Linked DNA regions of Ovis aries: region 1 is linked to region 2. A link is a contact called in public Hi-C data. All regions are on one chromosome and are shown on one strand. The core of a region is the stretch at or near the end of the contact, and the rest is flanking DNA. Distances in the headings are between cores, read along the strand shown. Region 1 has its middle 37 kb from the start of MRTFA. Region 2 overlaps MRTFA (myocardin related transcription factor A).

Region 1 (5,979 bases), core at 1,027-3,526, 190 kb before region 2:
ACTAGGAGAGTGTGGTGCATGGAAACCATCGTCTGAGGAATGGTGACAAGGAGAAGACTTAATCTCTGTTGTTTTGGGGACTGGTAAGAGGGTGTGGGAAAGGCGGCTTGCTGGTCATCTTCAAATATTTGGAATGTTGTCATGACAAAGTGGAATTAGCCGTGTTCTGTGTTATCTTCAGGGGATGACATTAGGATTTACGGTCAGAAACTAGAGGGAGGCAGATCATCCATAAGAAATATATATGCACACCATATATATGGTATTCACACTCGCACACACACACACACACACACACAATATATATATATACAATTTAAGTTAGGTAAAGAGGAGGCCTGTTTGAGAGGTGGTGAGTTTGCCATGTCTGGGAAGCTGAGTGGGATGTTACCCTGTTCATGGCTAATAACATATGCTGTGGGACTTCCCCAGCTGTCCAGTGGTTAAGACTCTGCTCCTCAATGCTGGTGGCATGGGTTCGATTCCTGGTTGGGGAACCAAGATCCCACATGCCATGGGGGTGTGGCCAAAAAGTGAAAAAAAAAAAAAAAAAAAACAACAAAACACACAGCTGTGTTTCCCTTTCCCCCTGGCTGTTTCCTGAAGGCTGAGGGTAGGCAGACTCCATCGGGAATGTGCCAGCCCGGTCTTGTCTTTGGGAAACCTGCCCCACGCCTGTAATTTCCACCGGCAGGACTTTTGCCTCATGCCTCTGGGCCCTCTAGTTAGTCATGCTGCTGGGGAGCGTCTGCCTGGTCACCTCAGCGTGTGCCTTCACGTCCCCCAGTTCGGTGAGAGAGCACCCCCAGGGCAGTGATGACCTCGTTTGTCTTACCCCCCCAAGAAATATTTGCTGAATGAATAATTTTATCAAGACTTTCATGGAGGAATTCTTGCCTTTGAGGAAGGTATGTGACTAAAGGGCCACAGGGCTCCTGCCTGGGACTACAAGATTCTATGAGGAGCCGTGATACTGAACTTGAAATTGACAAGATAGATGAATAACTGGCAAGACCAGGGCGCCCCTTAGGCTTTTGCAGCAGTTGGAGGGGGAGAAGCACCCTCTCCTGCCTTACCTCTGAGAGTGACACCAATGAGCAGCCTCGGGAGGCTTTTGGGGGAGAATAGGGGGCTATAGTAAGAATTACTCTGGGATGTAAAACGATCTGCCTCGTTTCTGTCTGTGCGCCGTCACGCCGCTCCTTCCTAAACCTGCAAGAATGCTCTACCCCTTCTTCCTGTAGCTGCCCGTTACTCCCCCCTCCTTACTCTGTCTGGTGACACCATCCCCAGGAAGCTTTCGGGAAAGCACTTCCCCCTCTTTCCACCCCGCCAAGTTGGAGTTATTTAGCCTTTTCTGGGCTCCCGCCCATTGCTGGGGGGAGGGGAAGCAAATGGCTTGCCTCCCTCGAGGCATTTACCGCAGGGAACCTGGCTTTCCTTGTTTCTCTCTCCCTTTTAGCCCGCTTTCTTTCTCCTTGTTGAAGTCATGGACCAAGTCCCTGTGTGGCCTTTGCGCCTAACGCAGCACACACACACACCCCGCACCTCCCTACCCCACACCCCGCACCTCCCTACCCCACACCCCTTCGCTACGAGAGTGGATGCCGGAGAGAGGAGGACATCAATCAGCATCTTATAATCATAGAATTACGCGAATGGTCTAGTGCAGTCCTCCCTTGGGTTCATTCAGTCTTTTCTTCTTGAAGCCCAAAGCACTTTTGCTGTTAATGATCTCAACATTCTGGGCAGGTAAAGTTGGGTTAGGTGGGTGCCGGTATCCTCCCGTTTACTGTAGTGGAAACTGACTCAAAGAAACGGGACGACAGGCTTCGGTGGGGCGGGGGCTGTAACGGGAATTCAGGGGTCAGGGCCAGTGCGGAATTTATTGTGTCTCCTTTTGGGAAGCGTGAAATTAAGTAATCGATTTATGAGCCCCAGGCGGGGATCCTTCAGCCCCCTAGAAGGATTGTGATGGGGTCTGGAGGATTAATGCACTAAGCTCTGGCAGCATTGACCCCTTGGCAACTTGGCCAGGTGTGGCCGGGTCCGCCGCCCTTGCCTTGACTGGATGACCAATGGGTTGCGGCCTCTTTAAGGCCACAGCGCCCCGCCTCCGGCTCGTCTCCGACCTCCTCCCACCTCCTCACCGCCACTCCGCCAGTTCCAGACTTTCCTCGACAATGAGGTCATCTCCCCGCTGTCCATTGGCTGCGCTGGGCCGTCAGTCACAGGAAGTCCCGCCGCCACGCTGGCCTCGCTGGTATCCCTCCCGTCCCCTCCCTCCTTTTAGTCCGTGGTTCCCGGCCTCCACGAGGCCTCAGATTGGTCAGCACTGCTGTCACTCCTCCAGCGGGCGTGGCGTGGAGGTGGGGCGGGAGGCGGGTGTGGTAGGAGGACCCGCAGCTTCCGTGCCTGAGAGGAGCCGGCCGAGGCCGTGTCTGTGGTGTCCCCGCGGCGGCAGCGGTGAGCGCGACCGTCCCATCCTTCCCACCCGCTCAGCTCCCTCGCTGCACGCCCTCCGCTCGCGCCGACTTATCCATAGCTCCGCGCTTCCCGGCTGGACGCTGAGCCTCGGGAGGAGACACGCGCGGTTGAGAGCCGGAGCGGGGACCGCCGCGGAGCCCGGGCCGGGAGGAGAGCTAGGCGGTGAGTGAGAGCCCGGGCAGGGGACCCCTCCCCCACCGCAGCCCCGCCCCGAGCATCCTTTCTCCGGGCGACCCCGCCGCGCGCGCCCTCCGGGGGTCCGGCTGTGAGCCGGCCTCGCCCCTCGGCCCCTTCCTCACCGTCGCCCCGCTTCCCCAGGCCGGGGTCGTAGAGCCGGGACGGGCGGCATGGGGGCGCGGGCTGTCGGTGCACCTGTGCGCGGCCGGGCCGGGCCGCGGGGGTGTGGAGGCACGGAGGTTCCCGCCCCCGCGGCGTCCCGGGCGTTTCGTGACTGCAGGGACCAGGTGTCTGTCGGGCGCTTTCTCCTGGATCTTGTGTAGACCCTTAGGATCCATGTGCAGTTCCCAGGATTCCCAAGCAAGGAAGTCTCACCTGGACTTGTTGATGCCTGTGCGGCTCCCTGAATGCTGCCAGGTGTAAGGGATCTGGCAGATTTGAAACTTTCCCGTCCAACAAAATGTTTGCCAGGACACTTCTAGTATGTTCCCTAGCCTGGCGAGAATGCAGCAGCATCGATCCTCTGTAGTTGCTAGGGCTGGAGTTTTCGAGTCAGCCTCTCAAACCTGCTATGTGCCAGCTGTGTAATCTTGGACCTCAGTTTCCTCATCTGAAAATTGGGGGTAATAATAGTATCCATCATGGGGTCGTTGTAGGAGTTAAAATGTTTGACACTGCGCTTGCCCACCTTAGTAAAGGCCCAAGCAGTGTTTGTTTTTACAACATTGAGAACCGCGATAGACCAGCATGTGTGTGTAAGCACCAGTCCAGCTTGGCTTTGTCAGGGTTTCTGTTTTCTCTCTGTTAGGCAGCATAACTAAAGGGCAGTTTGGTGGACAGTTAACTGCTTACCAGCCTATGCTTGGCATGAAGTGTGTGTAGACAGGAATGTGAAATACGTCACTTGACTCCAGCAGTGAAATTACACCTAGCGTCCGGCATATTTACATACTTAAAAATCCATAAGATGTCTGAAATGCGCCCGCCCCCAAGTTGCCAGTTTTTGAGCTCTTTTCAGGGTCTTTTCCACCTGAAGCCAAGGTCTGAAGCAGAATCTCTATTTAAAATAAGTTAAATTTGCGTGTCTTACTTTGGAAGATCCCCCCAGACTCCACATTTCACTTATGCAGTTTTACTGTTGAAAAGCAGCCACCTCCCAGGGATGAGGTGACAGCCAGCTGGCCCACAGCCCTATGACTGTAGGGTGGGGAACCTTTGGCTGAAAGTTCCTAAGCTAAATTTTGCCTGGTGGTGTTCGCATTTTTCACAGCGAAGCAAAGGGCTTTATGATCCTCAGTTTCTTAATGAAATGTTTTAGAAAGAAGCAAACCATTACTGCTTTTTTCAAAAACACATGCATAGGAAAACCGGCTGTAGTATAGTTCCAGCATTTGCTTCAGTTCTTTGCCAGTAACTCTTAAGAAGAGCTCCTGTTTAAAAAGGCTTCCAAAAGCTACATCCATTAGGATACCATTTTTTATTTAGAAGGAAATCATGTGAGAGTATTCTGTATCGCATACGCCAAAAGTATTTATTGCAGACTTTCTGAGTCCTTAGTGCTATGTCGAGTGTTATGAGGAAGAGATTCAGAAGCACAGAGGAGCATCTCGGCCCATAAAGGGCAAAAACACAAAGTTTGGTCACCCAGGAGGTAGTATGGATACTGCTGAAGTAGTGACTTCATTCATTCATTCAGTTTTTGTTTCATGCCTGTAACGTGCCAGGTGTTCTTCTAAAAGCTGAGGCTATGAAATGAGTGAGGTGTATGTTCCCTCCTCATGAGGAACTCACAGTCTAGTGGGAGAGACGGAAAGTGACAGATGACTGTAACACACTGACGCAAACCCCAGGTGCAAACCCAGAACTATGTGGGAGAGTCGAGGGACCGTTTCCTTTGGACTTCAAGGAGAGGATGGCCTTTGAGCTGAATCTTTTTTTCATGAGATGAAAGAGAGGAAGATCATTCCAGAGAGGAATAACTAAACTTAAAAACTGACAACTGTTTGGACCATAAGTACAAGTCCTAGGTAAGGGGAAAGAAAACTGACTTTCTGCGATGCTCACTACGTGACAGGCATCAAGCTAGGCTTTTAATGCATTGCTTAATCCTCACAGTGATTCTGTGAGGTAGATTTTACTTCCACTTCAGGATATGGAAACTGAGGCTCAGGGTGTTAAAGAATTTGTCTAAGGTTACACAGTGAGTGACCGAGCCAGAACTGGAATTCCTAACTTAAAAGTGTAGTGAGCTTTTTTTTTTTCTTTTAACACTCTGTTTTGTTGTAGAAGTACTAAATAATACAATATACTTCAGTTAAAAACTGCTTTCTGTGAAACAAATTCATATTTGAGTTGCTTGGACTTGTATAATGAATATAGGCTATTTTTAAAAAAATCAAATGGTATTTATTTTACACTTATAAATGGGATATTTGCTAAAAATCATGACCCATGAAAACATTCAGTAAGAACAGAGAATACGGAGACAAGTTTAAGTGGGGGCACTTTAGGAAGTAAACAGGTGTGGACTTTTCTTGAGGCTGCAGCTTCAATATTTATTTAAATATAAAAGAAAAACATATGCAGATATACAGCAGATTAAATAGACACGATGAAAGGGGTGAAACAATTTTTGAATACTTAAATTTTACAAAGGGGAAACTAGAATTTTGAAGTCCTGTTAACAAAGATTGTTGTATTATATTTAGAGAGACCACTATGGCAAGGGCATATACTGGACTGTAAGCTCCATAAGGGCAAGGATGTTTCTTTGTTTTGTTGTCAGCTTCAAGAGCGGTTCTGGGACATAGCAGAAGCTCAGAAGTCTATTTCAGAAGGCCTTTGAGACAGAAAAGGGAGGACATTGATAGAGTACAGATAAAGTACTTTAGGCAAAGGGAATAGTTTGTTAACGGATACGTTTTGGAAGAAAAGGAACAGTGGACAAGGGAATAGTCTGCTGGCACAGTTCAACAAATATGGGCACTGTTTATTTCTAAGGCTTCAGGGAGCTCTGAGAATTAAGAAAACAGTCTATGCTCTTAAGGAGCTTCCAGTGTTAGAGAGTAAGTGTCTGCTATTAGCTGTCTGCTGCTGTCAATTGCCATGTAACAGTTATCCCCAAAGATAGGGCTTAAGATGGCAGTAAACATTTATTACCTCTCACAGGTTCTGTGAGTTAGGAGTTCAGGAGCAGATGGGCTGAGTGGTTTCAGGCTCAGGGGATCTCCAGAGATTGCCATAATATGTCAGCTGGGTTGCAGTCCTCCAAAGGCTTGATTGAGGCTGGCAGATCCTCCGTCAGGGAGGCTAATC
Region 2 (6,174 bases), core at 1,744-4,243:
GCTTTAGTTCTAGCATGGTGTCTTCCTGAGAACGGGAATGATCGTTTTTGTGTTCATTATGTCAGCACCTAATAAAGTGACATTCAGACCCAGGCACCTGATATATTCCTTAATGACAGTGATGAGGAAATGAGTCTTGGTCGTTCGCTGCTGCCGTTCTTGCTGAAAAGCATTTCCAGCAGCGCCCGTGGCTTGCAGGAGGCGTTGCACTGTCTGCATCTGGGGCTGGTGGTGGGAGAGAGCTGTGCTTCCCTGCTGGGTAGGTCCTGAAGGCTCCTCGCGCTCACGCTTCCGTCACTCGGCCCGTGCTCCTGAGAACTGCGCCCAGCACAGCACCCAGCTGCCCCTGGGAAGCAGAAATCTCCTTTCCTTTGAGAAAGGAAATTGAAACAGTTTCTTCTCTTTTTATGTCACAAATGACCTCAGTTAAGGCAGCAGATCTGTTCAGGGAGAAGGAAGACGGGCGCTGAAGAGGAGGAACAGGGTATGTGGCTGGTGCTTAGAGCCAGCCCGGGCCGAAACGGGTCAGGAGCACCGCACCGCTTAGGCACTTGCACGCGTTTGATTTCCTTGCTGCTGTTTCCTTTCAGTGCGTGTTTGCACTGCTCCCTGTGTTCACACAAAGCCGTGCAAGCGTCCCAGGAAACCAGTTTCGGGAAGATGGGAATGAAGAATCCTGTTTCAGTGCCCAGTGACACCAAACGTGTATCCTTGTAGATAGCCATGTGCAGTTCTTGGGCTTGCGTTGGTTTAGGGGGCCGGGGACATCTCTCTCAGAGACTGCCTCCTCGGAGTTTCTGGGAAAATAAAAGTTCCAAGTGAGCAGTGCCTGGGCTCCTCAGGCAAAGCCATTAAGGCAGTGTGGCGCGGGAAGACACGAGTCTAAGGTGAACACCGCCCTCGGACTCAGACACACACTTAACGGATTAGCTTTTGAGTCTTTGGGGATTTTCCACAACTCGTAGAGGCCTGAACTTCATAATGTATTTTCTGTGTTGCCGTGCCTCCTTGTGTCTCGTTCCCGCAGTGGACAAGTGTGTGGCGATCATGGCTTGACACTGCCACCTGCTTCCATATCAGGAAAGCCCAGCACTTAGTGTTATCACCCCTGCCCCTCACTAGCCGACCCTCCATAGCCACGGCTTTTAGCAAAGCTGGCCAGATATGTTCAGAGGTGGCCTCTCCACCACATGCCCCAGTCTTCCGAGAGCACTGGCTACCCAGCTCCAGGCATCCCCAAACAGGCCTCAGAAGCACCTTCTAGGAGTCCTGACGAGAGGGGCCGTCGCCCCATCCTCCTTTGCCTTCCTGGAAGTGGCTCTCGAATTCGCTGAACTTGCTCTCAGAGAGCAGAATTAGACATGGGGAGCGCAGAGTGGGCTCTTCAGGGGCTGACAGAGTCCTCCTCACCTGTCACCTGGGTTGGGGTCCACTACCCGGTGAAAGGCCTCACAGGTCTCTGCAGTGTTAGTTTCCTCATGGGTGGGTTGGAAGAGTGGTGCCTGCCTCGTGGTTGTTAAAAGATTCAGTGAGATTCTAATGCTATGAAATGAAGCTGTCTTTGGGGATCAGTGATCATTGTGTGAATTTTTTGCGGGGGTCTTCATTTCTGGTTCTTTGGCTCAAGCTCTGAGGACCTGAGAAGCTCCTCTGGTCTCGTCATCGCCCTCCTGGCTCACCTCCTGGCGTCAGTGCTGGAGGCTGTGCCTTCAGCCTCATGTGAGCTCATGTTTCTGGCCGTGGCTCTGTGACCTGCAGTCACTGCGGCCCTCCTCTGAGCCTCCCTCCCAGCGGTTTGTGCTCAGCATGGTGGTCAAGCCGGCCTTGCCACACCGCCTGCCCTCTGCCCTGCTTCTCAGCCTCCCTGCCTCCACATCCAGTGGGGCCATCCTTCTCCACATTCTGAAGAAATTAAGAAACCAGCCCAGAGGAGAGAAAGAACGCTGGCCTGAGGGTGAGAGGGGATGAGGTTAAGGACCTTACTCTGCCACTCGCTGCCTTTCCTCCCGTTTCTGAGCCTGCCCACGGCTGTCAAACAGCACTGCACGCCACGTGGAGTCACTGGGAACATTCGACTGGACAGCACTTCAGAGTGTCCAGAATGGCACGCCACAGCACCTCGCTGGCATGAAAATGGAGCCGGACAGGAAGTCAGCTGCCCCTGGCGCATGTCCCCACTCCCAACCGCACATGTGGTGGGCCTGAGGGCAACACAGGCCTTTGCGGTCGGGAAAGTCTGCGCAGTGTGAGCTGGCGCTCCAGAGGCTGGGTGTGTGCCTGCCCGGGGCAGCAGAGTAGGCTCTGGCGTGGCCGGCACCAAGACTGGTGCAGAAACTCGCTAGCCCCTGTGGGGATCTAACCCAGGGCCCAGCCGGATCACCGCGCAGGTGGTGAGGGCGCCCCCAGCCCCAGAGCGCTGTCGCTCGACATGGGGATTCAGAAGTGGGCGGAGTCCACTCTGCAGAAGACGAGAGCCAGAGCGCAGGCGATCCCCCCCGTCACGCCAGCAGCGACAGGAACACGGACGTCCTCATTTTCTGTTGGGGATCCCTGCGAGGTTTCGAACCCAGATGAGAGCTTAATCCTGGCTGCTCAAGGGGAAGTTCAGAGCTCATAGAGTCCTCCAGGGCGCAACTGTGTGTCCATTCCACGTGGAATAGCCAGCAGACCACCGAATGAGCCATGCGCTGGGTGCCCTCGGCGGCGCTGGGGTTACCGTCAGAGAGGAAAGGAGGACACGGGCCCCTGCCGTGCCCGAGGGAGCTGGCTGGCAGTAAATTAGAAAGATACTGCTGAGACTCTCCGGGAGTGTCAGACGGCAATGAGCTGTGGAGAAGAAGGCAGAAGGGCAGCCGGGGGCGGGGCGGCGGACACTGAGTTTCCCTCTGCTTTTTGGTCCTTACCGTCCTCTGCAAGAGCACAGCTGTCTGTCACCCCACGCCCAGCAGGGCTCTCGGAGGCTGATGCTGGACTTGCGCCAGCTGTACTCAGCGGAAGCAGATGCAGGCTGGCCTGGTGGCCCGCAGAGATGCCCAGAGCTTCAGACCGGAGCTGGGCGGCCTCTGGGAGCTTGGCGAGGGAGCCTGTGTGCTGCTTTTCCTTAGTGATCGTTTGTTATAAATCTAGAGCTCCCCCTGCTGTTTAGGAGGTGGGGTACTCTCAGCTGACCTTTCAAAAATGATGGTTTCTTTTATATCCTAAGATTTAAAAACTTAAAAAAAAAAAAACGACTGCGGGGACGTTTGGCACTTCGTTCTGGTTCAGCTGCAGTTGCGGCCCGGCGGGAGGAAGGGCGGGGTGTGGGGTGGGGTGGGGCAGGGGCCCCAGCAGGATGGGGTCAAGTCTGTGCCCTGGCCACTTGTAGCGCCTCCTCACCCTGCTCCCGCACCACAGCCGGCAGCCCCTCCACACCGTCTCACAGCTGCTCTGAAACCTGGGGCAGCAGAACTGAAACTGACCCCCGTCTGGTGAATTTCTTGAAGTGAGCCAGGCCAGCCATTCCCTGTTCAAGCTCAGGGTATCCCCACTCATCATTTGCTGAACTGGCTTCACAGCGCTGCATTTGTAGAGGGTCTGACTCTGGTCTCCCTACCCCCAGCATGCTTTGCCGAGTGGCGAGCTGTGGCCCGTGGGGCGGTTGCCCCAGAATAGAGCCGGGTCCCTGACGGGGCTCCAGGGGGGCCCTCCTGGTCAGCGGCTGGTTGTGAGCACAGCAGTCAGCCACACAAACCCGGTGAAGGTCTTAGTCCTTAAAGATGATTTCATGCAAGTTAATGCATGATTTTCAATGCAAGTTAATTTTAGCAGCACTGTTACCACCAGCTGAACCGAGGAAGGACACGGCACCGAGTAGATGTACGTCCTTTTGGTTGGGCTGCCTCAGTCACAACATTTGGTCGTGTGGCGATCCCTGATGAGGCTGAAGGAGGACAGTGGGGGCGCCTGGCTTGCAGGCATACTCTGTGTCCCCGTCTTCCAGGGCTGGCAGCTCCGTAAGGGTTGTGTTAGGGCTACGTTCCGTGGGTGCACCTTAGCAGTGGCCATTCCCCATGAGAATGGAATCACCAGGATTGTAGTGATGGGGCAGCTGAGCCGTAAAGATGTGTGCTTACTCAGGTGCCACTTTCTCCTTCCCGTCAGCCGACGTGAACAGTGCTGCTGAAGTGAACCTGAATCAAGACGCCTCTCCACTGTGAGCTATAGCAGCAGGCCTGATGCTTCACTCTGATGTAATTATTGTACGGTTCTTCTCCCAACAGCTTTGAAAAGTCCAGCTGCGTTTCATGAGCAGAGAAGGAGCTTGGAGCGGGCCAGGGTAAGGCATCTTTCTTCCAGGGACCCTCACCACGAGCCCCATCAGAGCCCATTGTGGTGCCGCCATCTTCCCTCCAGTCTGGCGTGGTCCCCAGGGTCCGCCCCGGCCTCACAGTTCCAAACAGAAAGCTCTGCCTTTCCGCTTCATCCCACCCCAGTGTCTGCCAGCCTGAAGGTTTAGACCATGATCAGAAGGAGTGTCCTCCTCTGGTACATCCAAGGGTGTGTCATGGGTGCCAGCCTCCTGGGTTTGGAAACCGCTGATATTTTCCACGCTTGGATTCCACTTGGCCTTTGGTGGCTGTTAGGACGTAAACACCGGCCACGGGAAGGCTTGCTGAGTGGCGGTCCCTCCGTGTCTGGCTGCACTGCTCTCGTGACTCCAGGTGGGCCTGGAGACCTCCCTGTTCCCTGAGCAGCCAGGGTCCACTGCAGGCCGTGGAAGCAGAAGCTGGGCCCCTGGGCACCGGCTCACGCTGCTGCACCTGGCTTGCTGCTCTGTCCCCCTTGGTTTCAGTTCCCTCAGGGGCCTCGGGGGTGGTCTGCTGCCTGGCGTGGGTGGAGAGGGGGAAGTGGCCAGAGCGTGCTTCCCCCTCTCGGCCCGGCACTTTTTCTTTTATGTAAAAGTCAAGGGAGGGGAACCTCGGCAGATGGAGGCTCGCGGGCTGCCCGGGGCCACAGCTCTGCCAGACTCTGAATCGCTTACCTCCAGGGCTCATCCTACGGTCTTCTGTTTTTATCTTATTTTTAACCAACTGCTAAGGAAAATGATGATGAATTCTTAGAGTGAGCGGGAAGAATGAGGTCCCGGGTGCTGGGAATGAAAGGAGTGGCTGGCTGCACTGTTGTACCTGCCGGAGGATGAGGGAGTACGAGGAATGGCCTTGCCTGCGCCTCCTACCCAGTCTTAAGACTTGGTGCCCCTTCCTGGCCTGCTTCTCCAAGGCAAGGAGTGGAGGTGACCTGATGAGAAAAGGTGCAATTCTGTCCTTTTCGTGTTTAGGGTCACTGCAGCTCTTATGAGGGGAAGGCGATGGCACCCCACTCCAGCACTCCTGCCTGGAAAATCCCATGGATGGAGGAGCCTGGTAGGCTGCAGTCCATGGGGTTGCTAAGCGTCGGACACGACTGAGCGACTTCACTTTCACTTTTCACTTTCATGCATTGGAGAAGGAAATGGCAACCCACTCCAGTGTTCTTGCCTGGAGAATCCCAGGGACAGGGGAGCCTGGTGGGCTGCCGTCTATGGGGTCGCACACGACTGAAGCAACTTAGCAGCAGCAGCAGCTCTTGTGAATTAGGTGTCTGTCTTCACCTTAATAGTTGCAGCTAAGAGAGGTTAACTAACTTGTCCAGCTAGTCAGTGGCGAGCCAGGGTCTAACCTTGGTCTGTGGACTCCAGGTGTTTCTTCCTCCTCCCCCTGCTGTCTGTAAAGACCGGCTCTGGCCAGAACCTGCTCTGCTTTCTTCTCCAGCAGCCAGGGCAGCACTTCTGCCCACCACAGATGGGTGACAGGCCCTGAGCCCACGGCCGCCATAAGCCATCTCCTGGGAGCTCGGCACCACAGGGCTAGGGCCGTGGCCAGGCCAGGGAGCAAGTCTGGACCTTGCTGCAGGTGTGACGTCTGCTCTGGCACCTCATTCTCCACCCTATTCTACTCTACCCGCCTCTGCCCTGTCCTCTCCTAACTTGCTGGGTAGGAGAGGTGATGGTCTTGGCTGATGGCTTGAAACATTCTGGTGCAAAGCTTAAGAACACAGGCTCTAGAGTGAGACAGATCCAGGCACATACACGCCATACCAGGAGCGCTGGGCAGTGGGCAGAACACAGGCTCTAGAGTGAGACAGATCCAGGCACAT

What was found. Hi-C and Micro-C count contacts between places; a contact is called where the count stands out from the background.
Region 1: a Hi-C map of hypothalamus shows a contact between it and region 2, with 4 times the contacts expected there. The contact joins two enhancer-like sites. A contact is called at or near these places in 11 of 16 Hi-C or Micro-C datasets (blood, hypothalamus, liver and 5 more).

Annotation. Positions count from the first base shown.
Region 1 is chr3:217,750,653-217,756,631 of ARS-UI_Ramb_v3.0, reverse strand. No RefSeq gene overlaps it. Among named protein-coding and RNA genes, the nearest start is that of MRTFA, 37 kb to the right of the region's middle. Within about 2 kb of position 2,276, at least 53 of the 54 cell types and tissues checked have an H3K27ac peak or open chromatin away from gene starts, as enhancers often do. A contact at or near this core is called in hypothalamus and tail adipose tissue, where this site is marked.
Region 2 is chr3:217,566,105-217,572,278 of ARS-UI_Ramb_v3.0, reverse strand. MRTFA (myocardin related transcription factor A) reads left to right here. Exons shown (of 14, transcript XM_060413573.1): 3 at 4,260-4,315. Among named protein-coding and RNA genes, the nearest start is that of SGSM3, 53 kb to the right of the region's middle. Within about 2 kb of position 2,993, at least 14 of the 54 cell types and tissues checked have an H3K27ac peak or open chromatin away from gene starts, as enhancers often do. A contact at or near this core is called in hypothalamus and tail adipose tissue, where this site is marked.